7 separate regions of the Mus musculus genome follow, and all the other regions are linked to region 6. A link is a contact called in public Hi-C and HiChIP or PLAC-seq data. All regions are on one chromosome and are shown on one strand. Each heading gives the region's core, a stretch centred on a gene start, on an enhancer-like site or on the middle of the called end of the contact. The rest is flanking DNA. Distances are from core to core; before and after follow the strand shown. Region 1 has its middle 17 kb from the start of Gm34784. Region 2 overlaps Nfia (nuclear factor I/A). Region 3 has its middle 56 kb from the start of Gm34784. Region 4 has its middle 140 kb from the start of Gm40207. Region 5 has its middle 98 kb from the start of Gm34784. Region 6 overlaps Gm38709 (a long non-coding RNA gene). Region 7 overlaps Nfia (nuclear factor I/A).

Region 1 (3,440 bases), core at 455-2,954, 390 kb before region 6:
AGAAGGGGATGAAGAAGGGAGGGGCTGACTCTCAGCAGGATGGACCAGACAGAAGCCAAACAAAGCCACAGAACTGTGAGATCAGGGTTGAATCACACTTGTACTGCATCTTGCTGCTTTGTTTGGACTGGGCAGATGTAGTAGGTTTATCTGCCTTTACCTTGTGTTTGAGAAACAAGCACACAGCTTCAGAGATTCATCAGAATTTCATGCACTGATAGTTGAAATCCAAGACTTTAATGATAATCAAATCCCATCCATGTGTGTATGTGTGTGAGGCTAGAGCCCAGCTCCTCATACATGTTCCGTGTGTGTGTGCGCGTGTGAGGCTAGAGCCCAGCTCCTCACACATGCTCTGAATGTGTTCTACCACTGAGCTACTTGCTGAGCCTCTCTTGTTCTTTGATGCTTTCTCCAAACATGAGTAAGAGCAATGTTTTTTTCCTTTTCACTCAGGAAAAACAAACCAACACCAACTCCATTAAAGATTCATCAGCCAAAGGTGGGCAGAAATAGAACAGTTCAGCCACTGTAACAGAAAGAGTTGCACTAAAGCCAATAAAACCAATGAAATTGGAAATGACCAGTGCTAGTTAGTCTGAAAAAGACCCATTAAAAACACTCACTAACTTCTTAAAATTCATAATTCTTAAAATTTATAATTAGCAGGGGCCTCAAATACTTCTAATATCTGTGAAATAAATAAAAACATGATAAAGATGAAGCATAAACTGCTAACACCCCAATCTACTTCTCAACAGTGGGGTGTTACTAAATCTCTAACACATGGCCTTCTGCCTCTGTAGAATACTTCTGTTTGTGAAAGCGTCACTATCTCACATGGTCCTTCTGGTTTTGTTTGTTTGGTTGGTTGCAGCCTTTGGAGGCATGCTCTCACTATAGAGTCCCAGCTACCTGGGAAGCTGTATATGTAGCCCAGGATGGCCTTGAACTGGCCATCCTCTTGCTTGGCCTGTCAAGTGATGAAATCACAGATGTGTACCTCTTTGACTGGTACAATTTTGGTTTTAAAATTACAATTAACCATAATTAATTAAAAATCAAAATATACCCAAGCAAAACCAGTAATATTGTGATACATACTATGTACATATATATATTTTTTATTACCTAAACTCTTAGTTGTTCCCTCTTAAATTATACAAATCTTCTGTTTTGACAAACAGCTTATGGTTTGTTTGTTTCTTTGTTTGTTTTTCTGCTGGATGAGAGAATGGTCAAGCAGAATGAAGAAGGTCTGTTGTACTTTGAGGGGTGGTGGGAAATGGAACACCTAGAGTTGCCCTTGGGAACAAAGGGCAACTCTAACAAATGGTTTGTCATATTCTCTTAATTGGCACCTTCATAACTCTAGGGGAAATGTGCAGGAGTGGATGTTACAGGCTCTGGACTAAGGCCAGAGGGACAGACTTATGGACTAGGACTAGGTTGAAGGCATGGCCATTTACAGACCATGTGGCTACCTAAGAGCAGCTGGGAGCAGGAACCACTGTTTGTTCAGTTGCTTGACAGAAACCTGGACCCTGTGGTGCCAACATTAACCAGAGTTGAGACGTCATAAATTCCTTGATATGGAGAAAGGGAAAGAATCCAAAGACTCTGTGAGATAGGAATGCTGGAGCAGATTTATCATGTGTGACTTTCCTTCTCCCTCCCTAACTTTGTCTCCTGGGAGAGAGCAAAGGACACTCCTCTGGCCACAGTCTGGAGAAATACCTTCCCAAGGGGAATGCAGCAACTGCTGTCTACAGCCTTGAGGGAATGGGGAAAGATTAGATTGACACAGGCTCCCTGGATACAGTGGAATTTGGATGGCCCAGAGTCTTAGGCAGACATGAGAACTCTTCAACAGCAGAAGGGGAGACTAAAGGGAACTTTTTGTTGTTGTTCCTTCCCGGGTAAACATTGCTTTAATCTAGGCAATGGGATTTTTCCAGGTTCATTTTCCCAGATTCAATTCTGAATCTTGTTGAGCAAGTAAACAAAGATGCCAGAAGCAGGGTTTTTATCGGATACCTTGGGATAAGAACCCATCAACTCAACCCTACTCCATTTAACTTTCCATAGCTTTCAAAGCTAACTTGCCCTCAGATATCATGACCTCCCCACTTGTGATCTAGAACCTAAACATGTTGCCCTTGATTTAGATCCCCCTTAACTGGCCCAAATATCCCCTCCTTGAGAAATTCCTAGGTGTTGTTTACCCAAGGTGTTCACTCAACCCTGACGGGACAACTCCACACAATCTTCAGGTTTCAGGAGAAACAGCTCTGTCTTGTTGGACCTTTCCTCCTATAGTCTATGTCTGTTCTCTTGTAATACAGTGTTAGTTACGTCTGAGTTTGGATGCTTTCTGTGTGCTTTTACTTCTATAGCCTTTCAAAGGAGAGAGGAGTAGCTTTGCTCCCTGTATCTGCTCAGAAATTGCTATGTATACAGAGTTCTGACCGTGGTCCTTCTCTTCTGTAATGAGAGTGTCTTTACGTCTTAATAAATATAAATCTATAGAGACATTTTTTAATGATACCATAGTACTCTGCAATAAGGATTATGGCAATAATAATAATAGCAGTCTCCTTTTGAACATTCCTCCCTGTCAAGCTATCTCATACAAGCTGCATGCACACGATCTGCTTAATGGCTTATAGACTTTATATCCTACATTACAAATGTGGTGTTGGAAGCATAGATAATGAAGTCACCCTTTTCAGAATCTCATGGCCAGCATCCTGTGTCATCAGGACCTGGACCCAAGCATTCTCCCCCAAGATCCTATGGTAAACGTTCTTATATTTAACCAGTATTCTTGCTGATGTACATTAGGTTGGATGTAAATTTGAGCAACTCTGAACACCGGAATTCACCCCTCATGTTCATGCAATTATTCAATACTGTCTGAAAATATTTAGGGTTTTATTTTTTCTGCTAGATTGAATATCTTCTACCAGCAGTACGAGAATCTTCTTGCTCACATCTTTGTATTTTGATATATTCAATTTAATATAAGATGGGCAGATTACACAAAAATACATGTTGCTACACTCAATTTGTACTTCAATAAGAACTTCTTTGGTGTAAGTGAGACATATTTCTGTACAGGTTAAGCTTCATGCAACATTTACAACTTGTACTCAGAAGGACCTGCTATGAAAAAATTAATTCTAAGTTCAATTGAATTGAGCATACTACATGTGTCTGATCATGTTTAGGGGGAAAGGATTCTTCTATTTAAACTTCATCTTATAAATATCTTAATAAAGATGGCCCACGGGTAAAGGCACCTTTTGCCAAGCCTTGACCGCTAGAGTTCAATTCCTGGGATCCACGTGATGGAAAAGAACTAAATGATAAAAAGGAAACAAAAAAGGAAGGACTTGGCTCCTCCTAGGTATAATGGAGGACAGGGTTTGTTGTGGATA
Region 2 (3,132 bases), core at 146-2,645, 290 kb before region 6:
CCTCAGAATAGTTACAGGGAGTCCTCACTGTCTCCCCACTTTGCTACTTTGATCTCAAGGTTATGATGTAGACCCTATGGATCTCTGGGGAAGCGACTCACCTCTGGGTCCTGTAATGACAGGTCGGTGATGCTGTGTGAATGCTGTTCCCAGGGAGGAGGTCTGCGAAGGGGAGGGGCTGCTGAAACCAGACTTCTCAGACTTCTTCAGTGTGCTTGGAGATGGCAAGCCTGGCAAGAAGGGGGTGATTGGTGAGGTAACTTTACTCTACAGAGCAACAACTTGTGTGACCCAAAAAGACAACACTTAGAGAGTGGCGGGGGGTTGGGGGGGGGTGAAGAAATAAAATGGGATCATCTGCAATTGGAAATTTGGATTAAATTGCTTTGAATTTGTCACAGGAGCAAATCAGTAACAGAATGGCCCCCCTTTCAGGTGGTTCTGTAAGTTATTTTAATTTATTGTTTCAAATCGTAGTCCATTTGGGGACAGTTGGTGTTCTCTCTATTGGGGGGGGGGGTTCTGTATCTTGAGTCTTCAGTGTCCTCTGCAAAAGACCTGCGTGTTACATGTTAAAATCTTCACATCCAAAGTGGTTCTCCTGGGAGCAGGGGGAGCCTTTAAGAGGCAGGTCAAGGGTTATTTGACTACTGAGTGAGTTCCTGGGATCCGATCCCTCCCTCTCTCGCTCTCTCTTGCTTCCTGGCTAAAGACAAGCAGTTTTACTTATATTCTCCCTGCCTTGCTGCCAAGCACTAGTGAGTCTACCTGGGACGACCTGGGAGGTCTACCTGATCATGAACTAGATCTTCTAGGACCTTTTCGAAAGCTCCATTTTTTTTGTACTTGTTATAGTAACAGAAATCTGACTTCCACACGCTTCAACTTTTCCAGTGACTCTGTCACGTGTCTGTGACCTTTGGGACCCTTACAAAGGAGGCTGCCTAGGCACACAAAGGCAGCCTCGCATGCAATCATTTTGTCTTGTCAGTAACCTTATTTCAGCACCAAAGCATTTTTCTACACTTTAAATAATTTAGCTTTTTTAACATAAAAATGCCCTTGATAATAGCAGCTCAGATGTTCTTTCAGTGAATTATTTATAGAACAGGAAAAGAAAAGATAAAAGTAAAAAAAAAAAAAAACAAAAACCCCAAATCCTTAAAATACAAGCAATTGGGACTGGTTCAGTAAATATGGTTTAACCAATGAAAAGACTACTGTAAAAGAATAACAACATGGGAGATATTTATAATATAATGTTGACTGAAAAGCCAATTACAACATGGGGTGTTGTAGTACATCAATCACAGAACGTACAACATAATTTGTGTCCTTTTTTCTATGCAGAGAAAGAACTGGAAGCCGTGCGTACACTGTAACCGCGGCTCCTCAGTGAGTTAACTTTTTGTGGTTTGCTGGCTTCCGTTTGCTTACTTGCCCTTCCTATGATGAACATATATCACCCTTATGCTAAGAAAACATAAGAAAAGCGTGTCTTAAAGAATAGCATTTTCTACAGTGTCTAGGGTTTTCACAGCATGTTAAACTTAGGAAATGCATTGGAAAGAAAAATACTGGGGGAAGAATGGGAAAACAGTCCCTTGTAATTACTGGATTTGTGGTGTTCTCAGCAACTGTGCTGACAGGCACAACTGGAGTCATCTATTCATTTGGGGGCGTGCCAGGTAAGACAACAGAAGTTTGGACATATAATAAAGGAAATGACGTCAAATCTCCTTATCACAGGACAAATCTGGGATCTCAAGTTTCCAGCATAAAATTGGTCTGTACTGCATCAGAAAAAGAAAAAAAAAGTCATTTAAACATGTATACCTATGTTTTGTCTACTCTTATCTGAGATTTACTTGGGCAAACTAGAAAAATAAGTAATTGGTCTATTGATATTAGTATGTAACTGTCAGTGAGTAATTCCTAGTACCATGAACTATAGTATTTTTATGTAGAGAGGCTATTCCTAAACATGTTTTGGTTTTTTTTTAAAATCAGAGATTAATATTATCCTATAAAATGTTATCTAAATGCATCTGGTTATGAAGTGTGTCTGTTTAGGTCTTCTCTAATATAAATATGTTGATCAAAGAGTCTAAAATGTACCGAAGGGTCCCAAAATATCCTCTCTCCTTCTCCCTCCCTCCCTCCCTCCCTCTCTCTCTCCCTCCCTCTCTCCTTCCCTCTCCCTCTCTCTTCTTTAAACTCCATGTACGGCTTGCACTTTTACCTGTGACTTCACACACAGATGCTTTGATATAACAAAACTCATGATTTTCATCTCAAGAGAAGAACAAATTAGTTAGTATATTCCTAGTCAGATGCAAGTACACAATGGGTAGCTGTGTGATTTCATGCTGTTCATACTCCTAAGTCAGATCCATTCTAGGTCAACCCCTGTTTGATCGATCTGAATTAAAAACAAATCTGCCAGTCGTAGCTGCATCCATTATATTTGTTGCAAAGGTCACAGGCCATACCGTACCAGTGTGCTAACAGCTAGGGTACACTGAGGTCATAGGTGAACAATCACTGACAACGACCCAAGCAAGGTCTTAGGATTCAACTACAGTAGGGGAAGGCCTTCAAATAAAAACATAAATAATAAAACGTTTAAGTGTTGACCAATCTCCCAAGTCATTCAAACCTCTTTTGCACAAAGGAAGTTTTGAGCTACCTACTCTTCTACTTTAAAGTCAGTCAAATGCCAGAATTACATGTTAGGAAAGACACAGAGACAGAACAGAAGTGGAAAAATCTCAAAACTTTGAAGAATGAAGATTTTTATTTCAGTTTTTTGAACAATGGGATCACTGTTGGAATCATGGCATTGAACCAACTATACTGAAGGGAGCAAATGACTGATTCAAGAAAGCTGGGATTTCTTCAAAATGTTCATTTTCCTCAATGCGCGGTGTGTAAGAATGGAACTTTAAGTACAACTTGGGCAGTAACAGGTAGAGAGTGGCAGTAACAGGTAGAGAGTGATCAAGCTGCTAAGTGATTTTTTAAAAACAGCAAAATATGAGCTTTTGGGAAAGGCCAGTGGTCAAAGTACTGCCAAAGAAGCATGAGGTTCTGCATCCAAAACCCCCCCAAACCTACATAAAGCCAAACATG
Region 3 (3,065 bases), core at 152-2,651, 430 kb before region 6:
ATGCATAAGATCAGTGCTGAGAGTTTAACCTGTGGGTCAGTATCCACATCAAGAAGATGGAATGGGTTTGATGTAACCTCTAAACAAATTTGTAAAGGCTGTTGGTGATTGGACTTAAGGGTGGGAGAAAGAAGAATCAGGAGTGCTGTATAGGTTATACAAGGAGCTAGGTAGTAATAGCACAATGTGATCTGGAGAGCAGAGGGGAAGGTTTGGGGAAGACGATACGTATGATGCTCTGCCTGCTGACTTCCAAAGCTCTGTAGGAGAGTGACATTCAGAGTTGGTGCGGTGTGCAGGTTGAGAGCAAGAATCCTTTTCCTGTTTACTATCTATTCTTAGTGCCTGACATGATAACCAACACACCAATGTTTGACAATACTTGCCATTAGGTAAATTTATAATGATCTCTGCAAGTGCGAGGGATCACACGTGTGAACGTGTGTCTGCACACTATAAAATGTGCATGGTCAAGACAATGCCTTCATAAATAGGCAGCGAGATGAACGCTTTCAGGGTTCTGACTTTCATTTACTTTTTGGAGGAGCACACACATTATTACTGTTCCCATTTGAAAGGTTAAAAATTCAGCCAGGAAGGAGGTAAGCAATCTTCCAGAGTTTCCAGGACAGTAAGTGGCAAAGCTAGAATTTAAACCTGGGCTTTTGTTCTCTGTGATTTTGCTATCACTTTTTCAAATTATTTTTGTTTTAAATAAGACCTTTAAAAGCAATTAATAAAAATTTCATATATAAATATTATAATTTTTTCAGGCTACTTAATTTCCAGGCATTTGGAAAATGTATTGCACCTTTTAACTTATAGAATGCACAGCCACATCACAAGGTTCAGCCTGAACATTCGTGCCTTTGTTAAGCAATCTTCAACCACCATCTCTTTTCTCCCAGTGTTCAGTTTGTCTTTAGTCTCCCGGAGCATCTTTTATGTTACGTCTAAGTTTGTACTGAACAGGTTCTTAAATGTATAAATTTTTTTTCTTAGTTAACATTATGCCTGAGATTTGTGTGTACACGACAAATGTTTGCTAATTGACTGAATGAGAGAATGAAGAACAAATTATATTCCTCACTTTACGAACACTGGGAAAATAGCATATTAGTATAGACCATGCACTTCCTGTTATTCTCTGAATTTTCAGTCTAGCAAGCAAACCAAAACAATGCCCGTCTTCTTGAGTATAGACCCCGGCATGGAGATGTCCTGGCCACAGGTCCTTTATTTCATGCCACTTCTGTGTGGCAACAGAGAAGCCTTTGTGCCTCGCTCCCTTGCATTACCCCAGAATCCAGAAACTTTGCAGAGAGGAGTTGTCTCTCTAAGCCTGGAGAGAAGCGTTGCACACATTTCCCCCAATGCTAGAGCACAACGTGGATGCTGGTATCAGCTTGCTGAGCTCCTGCCAAGATCAGAATCCCCCGGGAATTCCTTAACTACTCTCCATCCTGACTTCCATTTTTTGATGTAATGGGATCTAGGCCTGTTCACAGCATCCTCCTAAGCCCCTGTTTTCTAAAACCCTGTTCCTATTTGTTCTTGCTGTGTATTTATTTAGGAATAAAGTCAACATTTGGAATTACTGTAGCATACGGTTAGAGTTTGCTGGGAGGGGTGAGGTATCCATTTCTCATCATGTGGCAAAAGTGCAGCAGCTGTAATATCTCATTACAGAGCTTCACTTTATTTAATAAAAAAAATAGTATTGCTCTGCTTAACAGAATTATCCTCATCCCCGCACCCTCTTACAAAACCTGATGTGCGGTTTCAGTGTCGTTCCCATAACAGCCCTGGATGGTTTGCATGTGATATTAGTGTCGTTCCCATAATAGCCCTGGATGGTTTGCATGTGATATTAGTTAGCTTCAGAATCTGCTTTCAATTCTGTCGCTTCAGATTGTATTTTCACTGTGAGCCATTAGTCACCAAATGTTGACAAGCATTTGTGAGGATGCCATCTCTCCCTTTGTTTATATGCAAGTGCAGCAACTAAAATGATTTATTTATGCTTTAATTAAAATTTGTGGATAGACCGGTGATTTTTAGCAGTGACTTTTCTAATTTGTGGGCTCAAGAAAGGAAAAAAAAATCAATAAGCTGATAGCATTTATGTTTTTATAGTTACCCCGGGCATTTATAATGCAGACCTGCCACTCACCTGCAGTCCCACTCTGAGGAGAGTGATCTTCCCCACATAAATCTCGCCTAGAGGCCGAGGGGGTCCATATTTCTGAGCCCTTCCCTATGTCAGCTGTAAGTGAGATGTTGCATGCTCTCTATCCTCATGGTTTCCGTGGCAAGGCACAAGGCTAAAAATGAACATTGAAAGTAAATGGATGGACTGTAAGTTTTATAATACTTGATCCATTCTGTACCCACTGCTTAAAATTTTAATAATTTAAACGCATTGATTTTGGCTCCTGCCTATCGCATGTTCCACGTTAAAAATGTACCCCATAGGGTCTTTGGAAAGAACGTAGCCCAAATGCCAAGCTTTTATGGGAACTTAATATATTCAACATTGCAGGTGCATAAATCTCCATGAAATTGCACCGAGTTAATGCATTTACTGGTGCACACAATTCAGTAACTACTTTGTAAAAGTCTAAATAAAGATAGATAAGACAGGTAGATAGGGAGAAATAAGGAGTAAATGTTCCAATGTATATTAACAAGATGGGGTTATTGCCTCCACAGCCTATCAGTCTCGCCGGAAAGGAATGCATTAATTCTCCAGCCATTGGAGATGGTTTTAATTGCTGATTTTCAAAGTCTTGGGAAAATGAACTGTTTTTTCAGTGTCTTCCAGACTCAAATTATCAGCTCCCTTAGCCAGGCTTGGGGATGTGTGGGCAGAGTGATGACACAGAGGTGGGAAGAGAGATGCTTGGGTTTTGCTCACCATTTTGGCCCCTGAGATAAGGGTCCAAGTGACAAGGGGACGCTTGTTTGATTCCAGTTTCTCTTACAAAAGCTCCCATTCAAGTTCCTTGGGTGCCCAGTGCTTCGCTTTTGGAATGCGCATTTTCCACGGCTCCTGCAAACACTCA
Region 4 (3,130 bases), core at 573-3,072, 470 kb after region 6:
ATTAGTGTTGATGAATTAGTGATAAATCTATATCGGTTTTTATATTCAAAGTAAAGGATATCCTTGCTGTTGATATATTCATAAAGCAAGAAAATGTTGACATCCGGTGGGCAAGATTAAAACACACACACACACACACACACACACACACACACACACACACACACAAACACCCTTTGGTACTCAATCCACATTTGCAAGCTGTCTGCATTTCTTGTATTGGCCTCAGCTTTGACAAATGCAAAAAAGTCACTAATATTTTGACACTCTCCCTGCCCAAGTCTGATACCAGCTGGCTACGAAGCCATATAATCATTGTTCTGCTGGATTTTAAAGACTGGGTTCCAGCCAAAGAACTGGACCGGATCCATTCATTCATTTTCAAGATTGAAGTTGCAGCTTAACTGTAATGACCATTTCTCAACTCCGTCTGGAAACCTCTTCCAAATTCAACAGATGCCTGAGAGGGAAATGTGCAGTTGGATGGGAAATGGCTCTGCCTGAGAAAGGAACAAAAGGTGATTTTTGAAGCTGAAAACAATTAATATTATGTATACCAATTGTGCCTTTTAAGAAATTAAAATTCTTATAGTGTTTAGAACAGTTGACACGTGCTTATTTTAGCACTTTAAGTGAAAAAAAGAAAGTCAGAATTGCAGATGTATTTATTATGGAAAACACACCCTCCTTCACATTTGCTTTTGAAGAGGAAAGCACACACAAAACGTCAAAAGGAAAAGCCTTTAAGATTGCTGTGAGCTGCTATGCTCTACCTTTCCATACTTTTTTCCTATATTAAATTTCATATTAATGCTTGATATTTTTAAAAAAGGGAAAAGGAAAGGAAAAGATAGAGGGGAAAGAAAAGAATAGAAAGGAAAGGAAAAAGAGAGAATTGACAGTTCTGGTGACCATATTGTTCTGGTAACTGTAATCAGTATGAGCTCAAGTGTACCGCAGACCTGAAAACCAAAGCTGTACAGTAATCTACAGAAATATCATCCCTTTCTGCATGTAAAAATGTTCCCCTGCTGTGTGTTCCTGCCGCTCCATTTTTCCGGTTACTTAATAATTGTAGACATTAACCCTGATCATTTACAAATTTCCCATTCCAGTCTACTCACAGGTCCATAAGCTGGAGAAAACTACCCCACAGGGCTGGAGTAGAGAGGAACGTATGGCTTGATCCTGCAATCATGGGTAGGAATTTTCTCAAGGCAGGAGTTTCCAAGTATCAATGTGTCAGACCTCCAAGAAAGTGTCCTGATTAATAGCTTAAGGTATTTAGTGTCCCTACTAAAGTGTACTATGGGAAGGATTCATTTATACAGTCTTGTAGAATTTTCAGACAAGTTTTTTAAAAACATGCCGAATTTAATTCAATATGTCCCCTTTTCATTTGGGGAAACTGATCTAGGAATTAAAGTTGAAACTTGCATTGAGTAAATTCCATCTATACTGGAATTTTCACCCATGAGTTAGCCTTCTTAGTCCTGCATTCTGATTTCAGTGCCAATCTACCCACTACTGATTAGCCAATGATTGTGCTGTATTAAAGCCCACTTTTCTTCCTAGTAAAATGGGAATAATAGAATCAAAGAGGAAGAATAATGGCAAGGATTAAAATAGCTAATGCCCCTCTAATTCTGTGGCCTGTCTAACAAAGAAAAACCACAATGAACACACCATGAGGTGTCTCTGGAACCCCGTCCTTATTCTGCAAAAATAAATAAAAAGTTGACTGTTCTTCACAGCCTGTAGCCACATGCACCTCTCAGGCTGGTACAGCACTGATTACCAAATGGGTTGCCAGCAGTCATCTGTGATTGCCTGCCATGGAAGTGTGACTCTCCTTGTCCTCTACCAAACTGCCCCATGCACTATTCATGAGTAGGACAATATTCCAAACTTAATTTCCACTGATTAATTCTCACTAATTATTCACAATGCAAGCCTTCACAGGAGAATTCCACTGAATGCTCTTCCATCCTGAGGCAGGGAACACAATGTCGAATCGTTTTCTGATTTCAAGTGGAAAACAAACTAATTATGTGGAAATATGATAATAGATTGTGCTGTAGGGACTAGTCCTCCACAGGCTTCAAAATGCTTGCTTATGATGGGCTCTTGATGTTATTTCTTCCAGGAGGAACTGCCCTTTCATAATGCATCAACATTATTGACTGGACTGTGATTCCTTACTTGGAGTTAAGGTGATTTGCATAATTGTATATTACTTCCGTCTGGTGGAAACAAACAAGATGTTCGGGTGCTAATGATCAAGCAGGCAGCAGTGACTGATGGGAAAAAATGCTTTAGCAAAGGTCCCAAACAATGAAGAACAGCTTCTCTTGTTGGCATCTTTCACCATCTTCTTTTGACCTAGCTTTATTCTGCTTGGCCACAGGCTTTGTTTTTGAATCTGTCCGTCTGTCTCAGCCTGGGAGGTGGCAAACCAGCAAGGACAGAAAGTTTTCATCCTTCCATGTATTGGCTCAGAGCACTTCTCCCCCCCCCCCCTTTCTGGATGTTATCATCTCTCTGACAGAATATGTTAAGCCCTTTAAGGCCCAATACAAATGTTCCTAGCCACATTACATTCCCCAGTGTTTCAAAAGTTACCATTTAACATCCCCCCAATGAAAAATCAAAGAGACTAAATCATGGCAGTAGGAGCTCTCAGAAGGTGTAGAGTCGATATGTGCCCATTTTTATCTTCACATCTTCTAGCTCTATCTTAGGCGCACTCAGGGGAAGAGGAGTGGACACACAGAACAAAAGTAAACCCTCATTTACTTCTCTTCCCCAATACTTTTCCTGTCTGTCCTACTTTACACAGCAGTTCGTCATTCTGTGTTTCAGGTAAACAAGGTTGCACTTCTTTCTCTGTATCTTACCTTCGTGGCCAGGAAGACAGAGTAACTGCTAAGTAAGTGCCTAATGCATAGATGTGAAATTTCAGGAGAGTGGTGTGTGCAGAATAATGCCATATAAGGAGGATGCATACAGAAAACCTGACAAGTCTTAAGGATTTACAGTGGCTTCATGAAAGGCTGTGAAAAGGACTTGAAGATGCTGTCTGCTTAGTGTAAAAGTTGTCTGTGATTGGTTAGTCATGACTGAAATGAGC
Region 5 (3,250 bases), core at 533-3,032, 470 kb before region 6:
AAAATATCTAATTACAAAAAAATCAGTATTTTTTTTAAAAAAAAAGAAGAAAATCTTTTTTTTTGTGGACGTTGTTTTCCAGCAGAACTACTTTATGTAGTGCCTATGAACATAGTGAGTGTCATTTATGATAGTTAAATGCCACAGCCTCCTAAATGACACATTGCTTTTTGAGAAATGAGTTTGGTCTCTAATTTGGTTAAATTTTCACTTTTGTGACCTTTTGTACATGTCTTCCTATTAATAGATTTTTAAAGACTCTGTATGACACGGATTTCGAACCAGCTGTGTTTTACCTCCTATTATCCAATCCAGTACAAGTGTATGAAATTTGGCCACGTTAGGGAATTTGTCTCATAGTTTTCTGAAACCAGACATTTTTCTATAATTCCCTAGATTTGTCCGTCTAGTCATTTAATTAAAAATGGAAATGCATTTAATGAAGTCAGTTTGGCTTTTAGCTAATTCTGGCAGTTCCCTGTAATCATCTACTTATTTCCTATTTGTTCCTTAGTGCACTTAGCAACTGATTCTAAAATTTTGTCTTGAAAACAACAAAAACAAAAACAAACCAAAACAACAAAACAACCTTATGAATACGTAGTTTCTTCCAGCTGCCTGCTCCGGGGTGTTGCAATCTACTGTGGCTCCTTCTCAGGGAGGCTTTTTAGCAGCCTCAGCCGTGTGATGCTTGTGGATCCCCAGTGAAAGGAATCCTTCAGGCCCTACTTCAATCCTGTTTAACAATCTGTCCAGTCTTCTCGTGCCCCCCTGTCCAGGGAGAGATGGCGCAAGACACATTTACGACCTAGTTACGTAGCTTTAAACTTTCTAATAGCTTCAGTGAAGAATCAAAAGGGAATGAGGAAAAGTAGTAGTATTTTTTATTTAATATAACACCTCCAAACTATTATATTTTCAGAATATAATTATATAAAATGCCTAATGAGAGCCTTTGCACTCTAAATGCTTAATTAAAAAAAATCGAGCATATATTTTAAATTTTACTCTTTTTTGCTTGGTTTTGGTTTTTTGAGACAAGGTTTCATTGTGTAGTCCAGGCTATCCTCAGACTTTCAGCAAGCCCCCTGCCTCAGCCTCCTGAGTGTTGAGATTGCAGGTATAGTGTCATATCTGGCAACACTTTGGTCTTTAGTAGGTTCATTTTCAGTGCTCAAAAGCCACACAAGGCTGGCTTCTAGAATAGAATGGGTACAGATTCAAACCTTTTCAAGCTCTTGGCCCTACTACTATTATAATGCCTTCATTTACCTTGTACTTCCACCCCATTTTCATGTTTTCTCTCTCCTTTTCAGCATGAAGGTCTTGCTCTGAATACAGCTCTTGCGGAATAAGGGTGGAGTGGCATTGCTCTCTCTTTGTCTATTAATATTAACGAGGGGGACCTTTTACAGTTAAACGCCATAAAGAAAGCTCGTTAAGGGCAACAACATCCCCTAGCACACAACTCTCTCCAGAACTACAAAATAGGTATGGTACAGAGGCCTGGAAGCTAATTCCTTCCAGATGTTTGAAAAGCGAGCAAGACCAAAAGGTGGATACTGAAATTACTAAACACTTAATAAGGAGCTGATGGAACCAAGGCCCCAGGGTTGGCTCAGAAATAAGTGAAACACAGAGACCCTGTTTGTTCAGAGGAACTTCAAAGGCTCCTATAAACGCGCAGGAAAGGTGAGAGGGAAACCACTGCCGAGATCCAACATTCCTGCAAAGTCCAACTGGAGACTCGCCGGAGATGCTTCACTCCGTGCTGAGGAGGACGCAGGGGCAGGTCTGGTGAGCAGATGTCTGGCTTTTGTTTGCACTATTATTATGTACAGTGTGTGCATGCAAGATGCAGCCATTTCTCAAGCTGAGCCAAAGGGGACAAACCAATTAAACTCCCAGTTAATAAAACAAAGAAAATGCCGTTTCTGTACTAAATACCACTCTGCACTCAAACCATAAACCAGCTAATGGGACAGCAGATCCAAATAAATAATATTGGCCACATTCATTTTCAGTTTTCCTTCCGTTGCTCCCTTTAACAGTAGGACAAAACCAGAGGGTTTCCTAAGATTACAATTAAGAGGAAAAAGACCAGCTATTCAAGTGTGGTATCAGTTGAGAAAGACTCAGAGGTTTTCTCTTTGGTCATCCTTACCTGGAAGGAGAGCGGCCTACAGTATCCAAGCCTGTGTTTGCTTTTTTTTTTCTCTCCACTGCTAATCATTGTGACTTGCCAGGCACATGAAGGAAGGCCTCATTTTATAATCTTTCTTTGGGGACTCAGACAAAGAACAAAACATCAGCAGTCAGAAAGGAAGAAAAGAAATCAGATGTGGTCCATCATTTAAGTGAATCAGCTGCTACAGGTGAGGTGGAAGACTCTTTAAACTAGTTACCAATGGAGTTAAAAATGGGAAGCCCTACACTGTTAGGAGCAGAAGCAAAAAACCTGTTGTCTTTGGATCAGGTAGACTTAGTCTGGACTTCTAGCTCAGTGTTTAACTCAGTATATTGCTTAATGTATTAGATGTTTATTTTCATTGTTGTAATAATATACCTGACAGAAGAAACTTAACAGAGGAAAGATTTATATTGGCTCACAGGTTCAAACCTATCACACCAGAATTCACGATGGTGGGGTTGTGTCAGAATGGCTCACATATTGGTGGCCAGGATACAGAGACCTCAGTTAAAAACACATATAACCTTTAAGACCTACCCTTAAGGGATTCACTTATGTTATCTTGGCCATACTCCATGCTCATAACAGTGGATGTGGGAAGATCTATAACCTCCCCAAACTACATGGTCAGTGGATGGACTAAGTAGTCACACACATGAACCTGTGGAGGATAGTTCACATCAAACTCTAGCAATATTTTGACTTTTAACTTCCTCTTCTATAGACAGGGCATGGAAAAAAACCCATACCCACTTTCTAGGACTGTTGTGGGGACTGAATGAGAACGTGTATACAAAATGCTGATCTCCTGGAACCCAGTTTCTGGCCCAAGGTCAGGGATAACTAGCTATACCTGTATCAGCAGCCTATGTACTATGCTCACTTGCCTTCTGTAAGAAGACGTTGTGTGGGCATTCATGCCTCCAGCAGACTCTGATTTGCCAACAGATCCATGTCTTTCTCAATGTGCAGAGGATGAGCTCATCAAGGATGCTCCTTATGTGAGCCCTTTCTCTATAGAAATGGGACCATCTCACCTGAGTCACATTCCTGATGTAT
Region 6 (3,358 bases), core at 57-2,556:
ATTTGGCTTATTCCCTTCTTAGGGACCCCATCTCCTGCAGCAGCACAAGAGATTAATAGTTACATCCCTATTTTTCTCAAGATAAAAGCTGTCACTAAATGGTGTTGCAACCAAGTGTCACAACTGTACATACCCCATTGCCATTGTTTATTTAAATTTATCTCTGCAGTTCTTTTATGGACTTGGGAAAGTGTAACAGGTTCTAATTGGTAGGGGGAAAAAATCCAAGTCAGGTATGTTTTACTTTTTTCCGATCAAAGAAAGACTGAGTAAAAGAATAAGCTTTTTGCAGTGTGTTTTTTCCAACACTCTTTTCAGTAGCTGTACGCTTTCCTCCCTTATCCAGTTCCGCTTTCACTTTTCCTCCTCCCAGCCTCGCTAACCCACTTAACAATTCTCCGGCCTGTCCCAGGCCGCTGGTAACGAGCAGAGGACGCCCACGACTCCCCCTAACCACACCGTTCAACTTCAGAAGCTCTTAAGAGAAAAAGTCTTCTTCTCAAAGTGCAGTCGGAGCAAATCATTCCCCCAGAGTTCCCTCCACAGCTGCCGTAGGAAGGACTTCGGTCGATCTTCAAGAGGGGACCCGCGCACAGGACAAGTCCGCCTGTGGCCACAGCAGAACAACCCAGGCCGGAGGTTGACGCCGCCCTACGCGTCCTCCCACCCCACGGGACATCCCGATGACCCGGTCACTCAGCGCTCAGCCACTGTAGGACTGACTCCACTCTTTCCTTCCCTGCTCCGCTTCGCCTCCCGAAGTGCTCCCAGATCAGCTGTGGTGTGATCACTCCCCAACACCCAGCTCCATCGCGTACACCCCAACGTGTGCAAGATGGGGTTCGAATATGGGAACCCAACTTTGCAACGAAAAAGCTCAGGGTCAGGCCGGAGCCAGAGGGAAGAAAGAGCACGAAGAGACCGCACAGGGCGCCGATACCGGGTCCTGAGGAGGCGGTCCTTGTTCCTAAACAGGCCATGCAGGTGCACCCTGCTGCTTTCTCTTGCAAGTCTTTTGAGGTTTGGCCTTTTAGAGCTTTGTAAAGTTGACTCTCCCCCTCCTCTCAATCACAGGGTCACACTAGGAACCACACTGTCCTCAGCCCTTTAATCTCATTACTGACTTTAGGGGAAGGGGTAGAAGGGTGAGGACGGCCTGGGCCGCGGGAGGATTGGGGTTCAAGCACGGCTCAGGAGCGCCACGCTGGGCAGGAAGCGCTCAGAGGTCGGTCACTAGGCTCTACTTCTTGAGAAGTGCTGCTTAACCGCAACCGCTCCGCTCCGCCCACACCAGGGGAGCGGGAGAGAAGTCCCGGGCGAAAAAGACTTTTTTCCTTTAAGAGAAGGCAGCTGGTGACCCGGGTCCTCATCCTTCAAGTTCCCCTAAGCGAAGCAGGGCGCCACCTACAGTCGAGTTCCAACTAGCACGTTGGTGAGAAGGCTGGAGATCCTTTCCTAAGCAAGGCAGGATTTTGGGCACAGCCATCTCATCTCTGTAATCAATCCAGACCAACAGGTCTGTTGGCAGGCAACAGCAGACTAGACCATACCGAAAATTTGCGTTGGGGGCGTGAAGAAGTTGGGAAACAGAACAGTACTAGCTCTGATTGGACTTGTTCGCGCTCTAATGGTTTTGGCTGGATTTTGAACCCAGTATCTCCCCCACGTTTCAGCCAAGGAGAGCAGCAGTCAATTTCATTAGGAAGAGTATTTGTGTGACCTTGGACAAGTTGCTCCGTCACTCACTCTCCTTTTTCTTCCCCTTCAGAACTATAACCGTGAGAGTTTTTTTTTTTTCTAAATTAATGAGATAAAGTAGGTGAGAAACTGCCCATGTTAAGAGCTCCCACCTATTTCTAAAAGGGGGAAAAATCTTCCGAGAAATAAAACTTTAAAGACACTGCATATGTGTTTCCTGTTCCATGAAAGATTAGGTCTCTAGGAGGAAGAGGCGAGAAAGGCAGCCAAGTGGCCCCAATAGCTGATTTGAGCACTGGCTAATCTCCTCATAGACAAAAGAGACATATTAGTGGATGGCTGTGACTACTTAATTATCATTTTACTTTATAAATTGTTAATTACCACATGAACGTCAGAACCATATATGATATACATTATTCCCACTGTAAAGATGAAGACATACAATCCAGAGGTGAAAGCTATAACTACAACTTCAGCAGACTCAAGTCTGTTTCTGAACCTGCTTTTGATATGTAGTAGTATTAAGTTCTTCGAAATCAGATTAGGTGTTTTACATAGGAGGACAGGTTTTGTCTTTCATAGCACCTCTGAAAAGAAGAACTGTGAGTTCCCAAGGGGATTGGAGGGCCAGGGAGGTCAAGGGAGTCACTTTTGTGGGAGCTGGAGAGGCAAGGGTTTGTTTCATTTTACAATTCTAGGTTATGTGCATCAGTAAGGGAAGGCAGGGTGAGAACCTGAAGATAGGAACTGAAGCAAAAGCCACAGGGAAAGTTGCTTCCAGGCTGGCTATTGGCTTCCCTGCCTATTTTTCAAGGGAGTCATTTTAAGAATCAGCAGAGCAGGCCCGCAGAGAACCCTCCTCTGACAACATGAAAGTGACTTCAACTGGCACCTGTGTTGGGACACTTGTAAAAGTTCTCAATCCAAGTCAGGCAGGGGACTTGGCTCCTTAGTGGTTGTGCCATGCTGAAGGGGTGACAGAGGCTCGCTCTTGCAGCCCAAGAAGTGGTGATGATTGCAGTGTTTCCTTAGAAAATCTTGACAGTGGATGAAAGAGCAGGGCACAGAGGCAGTAGGAAAAGCCAGAGACAGACTGACTTATACTTCTATCAATATAATTAGTCTATGCTTACCTCACGGCCCACACAGCCAAATCTCATCAAACAGCCCAAGGAAAAGTTTAGTTTAATATAGCAATTGATGTCCTGGCATCTAAACCACAGCAGTTGGGCTCTGTTGCCCTTATTATGAGAATATATACATTGAGTTTGCCCCTAGCTCAACCCTGGGGCTTCATGCATGCTGGGCAAGTGCTCTATCATCGAGCTATATAGCTCAAGGCCGACACTGCACTTTCCCCCATATATCAAATATGTCATTTCTTTGTATCCATGTAATAGTAGTGACATTTCTTTCTTCTTCCTCTCTCTCTCTTTCTCTCTCTCTCTCTCTCTCTCTCTCTCTCTTTCTTTCTTTTTTTGTAGTGGCATTTCATAATGAAAGGTTTGGATTACATAGAGAAGCAAATTATACTACTTTCAGCATTTTGGGGTTACCATTGTGGAAAATTGTGCATGAGTTCCCCTTCTCATCCATCAAAGCGTAAAACCCAAACCACCATTCCTACCCACAGCACCTCCTTTACACTGGTAGAATA
Region 7 (3,531 bases), core at 48-2,547, 330 kb before region 6:
GCCCACCTGTGTCTGTTGAGGGATATTTACAAAGCTTGGATCCCGTGGTCCAACACTGACGAATCGGTTTGCGGGGGAGGTGCTGGGTGTCGAGTAGGCTGTGAAGGGAAGGGACACATGCGTTCAGGAAGCAGCACGAGATTGCACACACAAACAACACCAAAACACACAGTCTCCGAGCCTACGCAGTTGATTAATGCAAACACTGTAGCTAGCAAAAGATCTGGCTAGCAAGAGGAAGGGCGGGCAGGGATTGGCTCCCGGGAACCGCTGGGGGTTAAATGGCATCCAATTGGTGCTTAGCGGAGTTGTTTTCTCTTCCCATCATTCAGATTAGAACATGCAGGACATTTGCAAAGTGTACTTTGTATGTTAAACATGAGTTCTGGGGTAGAGAGAGAGACCCCGGTCTTAGTGACAGGGAGAAAGGAACAGGGTAGGATGTGGGGGAACACAGATCACTTTACAGCCATGCTCTCTCATCCACTATGCTTGTTAGAGTCCCAAACCATTTCTAGGCCTCCACAGGTAGAGAGGGCAGAGGAGTCTTAAGGAAGGAATGAAGGGGTTCTCCAGGAAAGGGGTGAAAACCCAGCTAGAGCAAGCAGCCTTTATAGGCCATACAGCACGTGTAGAATCTTGACGATGCCCAGGTATGCTTAAAACCTCCATGCCACCACTTGTCCCTTCCCAGGACCCTTCTGCAGAAGATAAACTGAGCTGTTGCTCTGGGGCCTTGGTTACTACTTTAGAGTTCACTCTCCTCACTGGACATGGGAGCTTTGTCATTTTGTGTTTAGGAGTTTCTTTGCTAGAGAAAAGAAAATCAGGGGCTTTTCATGAGCTGCAAGCCCAAATATGTGTTTAGGCAGCTGTACCCTAAACTCACTTTACCACAAACTCCAAAAATTTAGTTCACATTCTTTCTCTGTCCTAGAATCTCTAGATTGTTATTTATGACTTTCATTTCATTCTCTCTGTGTGTCTCTTTCCTCTCTCTGGATGTGTGTGTATAAATATGTACATGTGACTGAATGCCTCTAAGGAATTCAGAAAAGGGTGTCAGATTTCCCTGGAACAGGAGCTAGAGGCAGTTGTTAACTGCCTGACATCTGTGCTGTGGACGAAACTGGGATCCTCTGTAAGAGCAGCAGTACATGTCCTCAACTGATGAGCTAGTCTGAAAATATTAAATTATAAAAGACTTCTTAAAAACCAACTCTAGATACACACTGTCTAAAGAAAACACAGACAGCTCAGAATTTCTAACGGGGCAATTGTGTTGTTATTGACATCACCTGTTTCTCTTTGAGTTCTCGGGAGACTGCTCCTGCTTCTTATTCAAGCCCACATAAGGCTATCATTCCTACCAATTCGACCCAAATCCTGTTGGTTATGATGGTGGCAAGAGACAGGTCTGTGATGGTCACATGGTATAGTTGTAACCCAGTTAAACTGTTGAGCACAAGATGAAGCCAAAGGCCCTCTGAGGGCAGGGTAGGAGTTTTCTAGGTGCCTTCATCCACTAATAGTTTTGTATAAAAGGACAAGGATGCTCTGTGTCATACTAACCATGGCAATCTGACCATTTCCTCTGGGCTACCTTCTACACCAGGAAGTTTGAGTTGAGAGCAAAGTCTACATTCAGCCACTACACCAGGTAAGTTTGTGTTTCTTTTACCTTTAGCCTATGGCTTTACTTTAATACATATTAGGAAATATCAAAGGAGGTCTGTATATTGAAAGATGTGGATTATAGTTACCTAGAAGTATAGTTACCTGCTTCTAGGACACAAGAAGAAGGGAGGGGAGAGTCAGGAGGATGGTAATGCTGAACTGATCTATCGGACCCATCAGGCCATTTGTGAACAGTCAGGTGGTTTGCCCAGGTACAGAAGTACACGGATGTATGTCTGGGTTCTACAACTATGTGTCCCATGTTACACTGAAGCACAAGCTCTTAGTCTGATGGTCCTGGTGGAACAGTGTGCACTGGACAGCTGCTTATCATAGGCACACAGCAATATTTCTGAGGATGATTCTGCCATACCAGTGACATCCCCAATAAGTACACTAACTGACCACAGCATGCATGTTACTAGGGTGTGTATGTGTGCACTGATACACGGCTCACAACACAGTGGCTCGGGTTGGAAAGGTCTTTTATTATGTCCTATTACCTAATTTGACTTGGCTTAAATGTTGACATTGTTACTTCTAACTTGTTTTTTCCCTTCCATCATCTAAATTAAAGGATGCAGGACATTTACAAAGTATACATTCTGTGTTATACATGAACTCCATGGTAAAGAGACAGACCCTGGGCTTAGTGACGCAGAGAAAAGAATGAGGTAGGACAAATTAGCTATCCAGAATCACTAGGAAAGGAATCACTGTTTATTTCCCTTTGTTTAGACAAATCACAGTCTAGTTTTCAGAACAACCCAGAATGCCTTTAATGCTCCAAAGGGCTACTCAAACACCAAAGTTTATTCTGCTTATTAAACAAATAAACAAAAAAGGCAGTGGTGGTGAGAGAAGTGGTAGTGTGTTCATACTCATTACCGTGAGGTATGAACCTAATGGTATGAGCCTAAGCTGTACTCTTATACCTAGGAAAGATGATTCTACAGAAAGGTACCTTCTGGGCACATTTACAGACATAGAAAAAAGCAAGGGAAGGAAGGAAGATGGGAAGGAAGACAGGAAGAAGGAAGGGAGGAGGGGAGAAGGAAGGGAGGGAGGAGGGAAGGAGGAAGAAAAGAAGGGAACGAGGGAGGGAGGGAGGAAGGAGGAGGAAGGGAGGGAAAAAGGGAGGGAGAGATTCTGATGCCTTTTCTATACAATAGCTACAGCAGGCAGAAACTCAACTGTACTAGGATGTTAGTTCCTGAAAAGATATGACAGAAGTTGAATTTGATTCCCCTCAATGAAACCATGGAGTCAGGGACTTGCATTAGTGAGCAAAACTTCAGCTTAAAAAAAAAAACTATATGTCACAGCAAATCAATTATATACACACAAACAAGAGTTTCCAAAATGAACAGGACATCAGGACAAGATGGGCAGTGTGGACGTTAACTACAGACAACTGGGTCATGCTGCTGCCATAGAACACTCATAGTTTTCTTCAGAGTTTTTGGCCTATTGAAAAGACTAATGTCAGATGCTGTGGGAAGAGCTTTGGGAAACCACGGAACCTGAAAAATAGATATTGAGGGATTGCTATAGACATCTTGAGACTTCTGAAGGAGAGACCCAGAGGTAGCTAGTGAACAACTGTCTTTATAGCAACTGCAGAGATTTTATTTTAGCTACAGAATCTTATTTTAAAAGTCCTTGTTTAATATCAAATTATTATCCATTTGGCAGCTTCTGAAATTCAGTGTTTACTTTTTGCTTTCAGACATTTTATTGACATCTCCATGGCCCATTTTCCTAAGACCATGGAAGACTGTCTTATTAGAAGCTGCCTCCAGCTCTTTCTGAACTATCTGACGGTATTTCCTCCTTCATCTGGTGTATTTCTTT

What was found. A called contact is a pair of places that touch in the nucleus more often than the background predicts. HiChIP or PLAC-seq counts read pairs in DNA pulled down with a chosen protein or histone mark.
Region 1: an H3K27ac HiChIP or PLAC-seq map of heart atrium shows a contact between it and region 6, with 7 read pairs. The contact joins two enhancer-like sites. A contact is called at or near these places in 1 of 484 Hi-C or Micro-C datasets (the HL-1 cell line), 10 of 115 datasets of contacts at active chromatin or transcription factors (bone marrow-derived macrophages, craniofacial prominence, embryonic basal ganglia and 7 more) and 1 of 9 other capture datasets (embryonic stem cells).
Region 2: a contact with region 6 is called in a Hi-C map of CD8 T cells, with 2.1 times the contacts expected there. The contact joins two enhancer-like sites. A contact is called at or near these places in 2 of 15 datasets of contacts at CTCF or cohesin (the NIH/3T3 cell line and large pre-B cells), 27 of 484 Hi-C or Micro-C datasets (CD4 T cells, CD8 T cells, DN3 thymocytes and 16 more), 21 of 115 datasets of contacts at active chromatin or transcription factors (acute myeloid leukemia, bone marrow-derived macrophages, cardiomyocytes and 16 more) and 1 of 9 other capture datasets (embryonic stem cells).
Region 3: a contact with region 6 is called in an H3K4me3 HiChIP or PLAC-seq map of craniofacial prominence, with 4 times the contacts expected there. The contact joins two enhancer-like sites. A contact is called at or near these places in 2 of 15 datasets of contacts at CTCF or cohesin (large pre-B cells and pro-B cells), 2 of 484 Hi-C or Micro-C datasets (muscle stem cells and palatal mesenchyme) and 13 of 115 datasets of contacts at active chromatin or transcription factors (bone marrow-derived macrophages, cardiomyocytes, craniofacial prominence and 9 more).
Region 4: an H3K4me3 HiChIP or PLAC-seq map of embryonic forebrain shows a contact between it and region 6, with 2.7 times the contacts expected there. The contact joins two enhancer-like sites. A contact is called at or near these places in 2 of 484 Hi-C or Micro-C datasets (embryonic somatosensory cortex and neural progenitor cells) and 2 of 115 datasets of contacts at active chromatin or transcription factors (astrocytes and embryonic forebrain).
Region 5: an H3K4me3 HiChIP or PLAC-seq map of craniofacial prominence shows a contact between it and region 6, with 5 times the contacts expected there. The contact joins two enhancer-like sites. A contact is called at or near these places in 2 of 15 datasets of contacts at CTCF or cohesin (the NIH/3T3 cell line and large pre-B cells), 17 of 484 Hi-C or Micro-C datasets (B cells, CD8 T cells, LSK cells and 9 more), 17 of 115 datasets of contacts at active chromatin or transcription factors (acute myeloid leukemia, bone marrow-derived macrophages, craniofacial prominence and 13 more) and 2 of 9 other capture datasets (embryonic tail and embryonic trunk).
Region 7: an H3K4me3 HiChIP or PLAC-seq map of embryonic limb bud shows a contact between it and region 6, with 2.8 times the contacts expected there. The contact joins two enhancer-like sites. A contact is called at or near these places in 3 of 15 datasets of contacts at CTCF or cohesin (CD8 T cells, large pre-B cells and pro-B cells), 21 of 484 Hi-C or Micro-C datasets (CD4 T cells, CD8 T cells, DN3 thymocytes and 14 more) and 21 of 115 datasets of contacts at active chromatin or transcription factors (DN3 thymocytes, astrocytes, bone marrow-derived macrophages and 15 more).

Annotation. Positions count from the first base shown.
Region 1 is chr4:98,141,320-98,144,759 of GRCm38.p6, reverse strand. No RefSeq gene overlaps it. Among named protein-coding and RNA genes, the nearest start is that of Gm34784, 17 kb to the right of the region's middle. Within about 2 kb of position 1,704, at least 17 of the 459 cell types and tissues checked have an H3K27ac peak or open chromatin away from gene starts, as enhancers often do. A contact at or near this core is called in heart atrium, where this site is marked.
Region 2 is chr4:98,038,649-98,041,780 of GRCm38.p6, reverse strand. It overlaps Nfia (nuclear factor I/A), which reads right to left. Exons shown (of 11, transcript NM_010905.3): 7 at 102-230. Among named protein-coding and RNA genes, the nearest start is that of Gm34218, 17 kb to the right of the region's middle. Within about 2 kb of position 1,395, at least 42 of the 459 cell types and tissues checked have an H3K27ac peak or open chromatin away from gene starts, as enhancers often do. A contact at or near this core is called in CD8 T cells, DN3 thymocytes, Th2 cells and 4 more, where this site is marked.
Region 3 is chr4:98,180,552-98,183,616 of GRCm38.p6, reverse strand. It overlaps the pseudogene Gm12691. Among named protein-coding and RNA genes, the nearest start is that of Gm34784, 56 kb to the right of the region's middle. Within about 2 kb of position 1,401, at least 16 of the 459 cell types and tissues checked have an H3K27ac peak or open chromatin away from gene starts, as enhancers often do. A contact at or near this core is called in craniofacial prominence, where this site is marked.
Region 4 is chr4:97,280,018-97,283,147 of GRCm38.p6, reverse strand. No RefSeq gene overlaps it. Among named protein-coding and RNA genes, the nearest start is that of Gm40207, 140 kb to the left of the region's middle. Within about 2 kb of position 1,822, at least 7 of the 459 cell types and tissues checked have an H3K27ac peak or open chromatin away from gene starts, as enhancers often do. A contact at or near this core is called in embryonic forebrain, where this site is marked.
Region 5 is chr4:98,222,028-98,225,277 of GRCm38.p6, reverse strand. It overlaps the pseudogene Gm12691. Among named protein-coding and RNA genes, the nearest start is that of Gm34784, 98 kb to the right of the region's middle. Within about 2 kb of position 1,782, at least 23 of the 459 cell types and tissues checked have an H3K27ac peak or open chromatin away from gene starts, as enhancers often do. A contact at or near this core is called in craniofacial prominence, embryonic limb bud and embryonic tail, where this site is marked.
Region 6 is chr4:97,749,194-97,752,551 of GRCm38.p6, reverse strand. It overlaps Gm38709 (a long non-coding RNA gene), which reads left to right. Exons shown (of 5, transcript XR_003955232.1): 5 at 1-1,905. It also overlaps a transcript of Nfia not described here. Among named protein-coding and RNA genes, the nearest start is that of Gm38709, 27 kb to the left of the region's middle. Within about 2 kb of position 1,306, at least 334 of the 459 cell types and tissues checked have an H3K27ac peak or open chromatin away from gene starts, as enhancers often do. A contact at or near this core is called in CD8 T cells, DN3 thymocytes, the STO cell line and 10 more, where this site is marked.
Region 7 is chr4:98,078,292-98,081,822 of GRCm38.p6, reverse strand. Nfia (nuclear factor I/A) reads right to left here. Exons shown (of 11, transcript NM_010905.3): 10 at 7-98. Among named protein-coding and RNA genes, the nearest start is that of Gm34784, 46 kb to the left of the region's middle. Within about 2 kb of position 1,297, at least 16 of the 459 cell types and tissues checked have an H3K27ac peak or open chromatin away from gene starts, as enhancers often do. A contact at or near this core is called in the STO cell line, craniofacial prominence and embryonic limb bud, where this site is marked.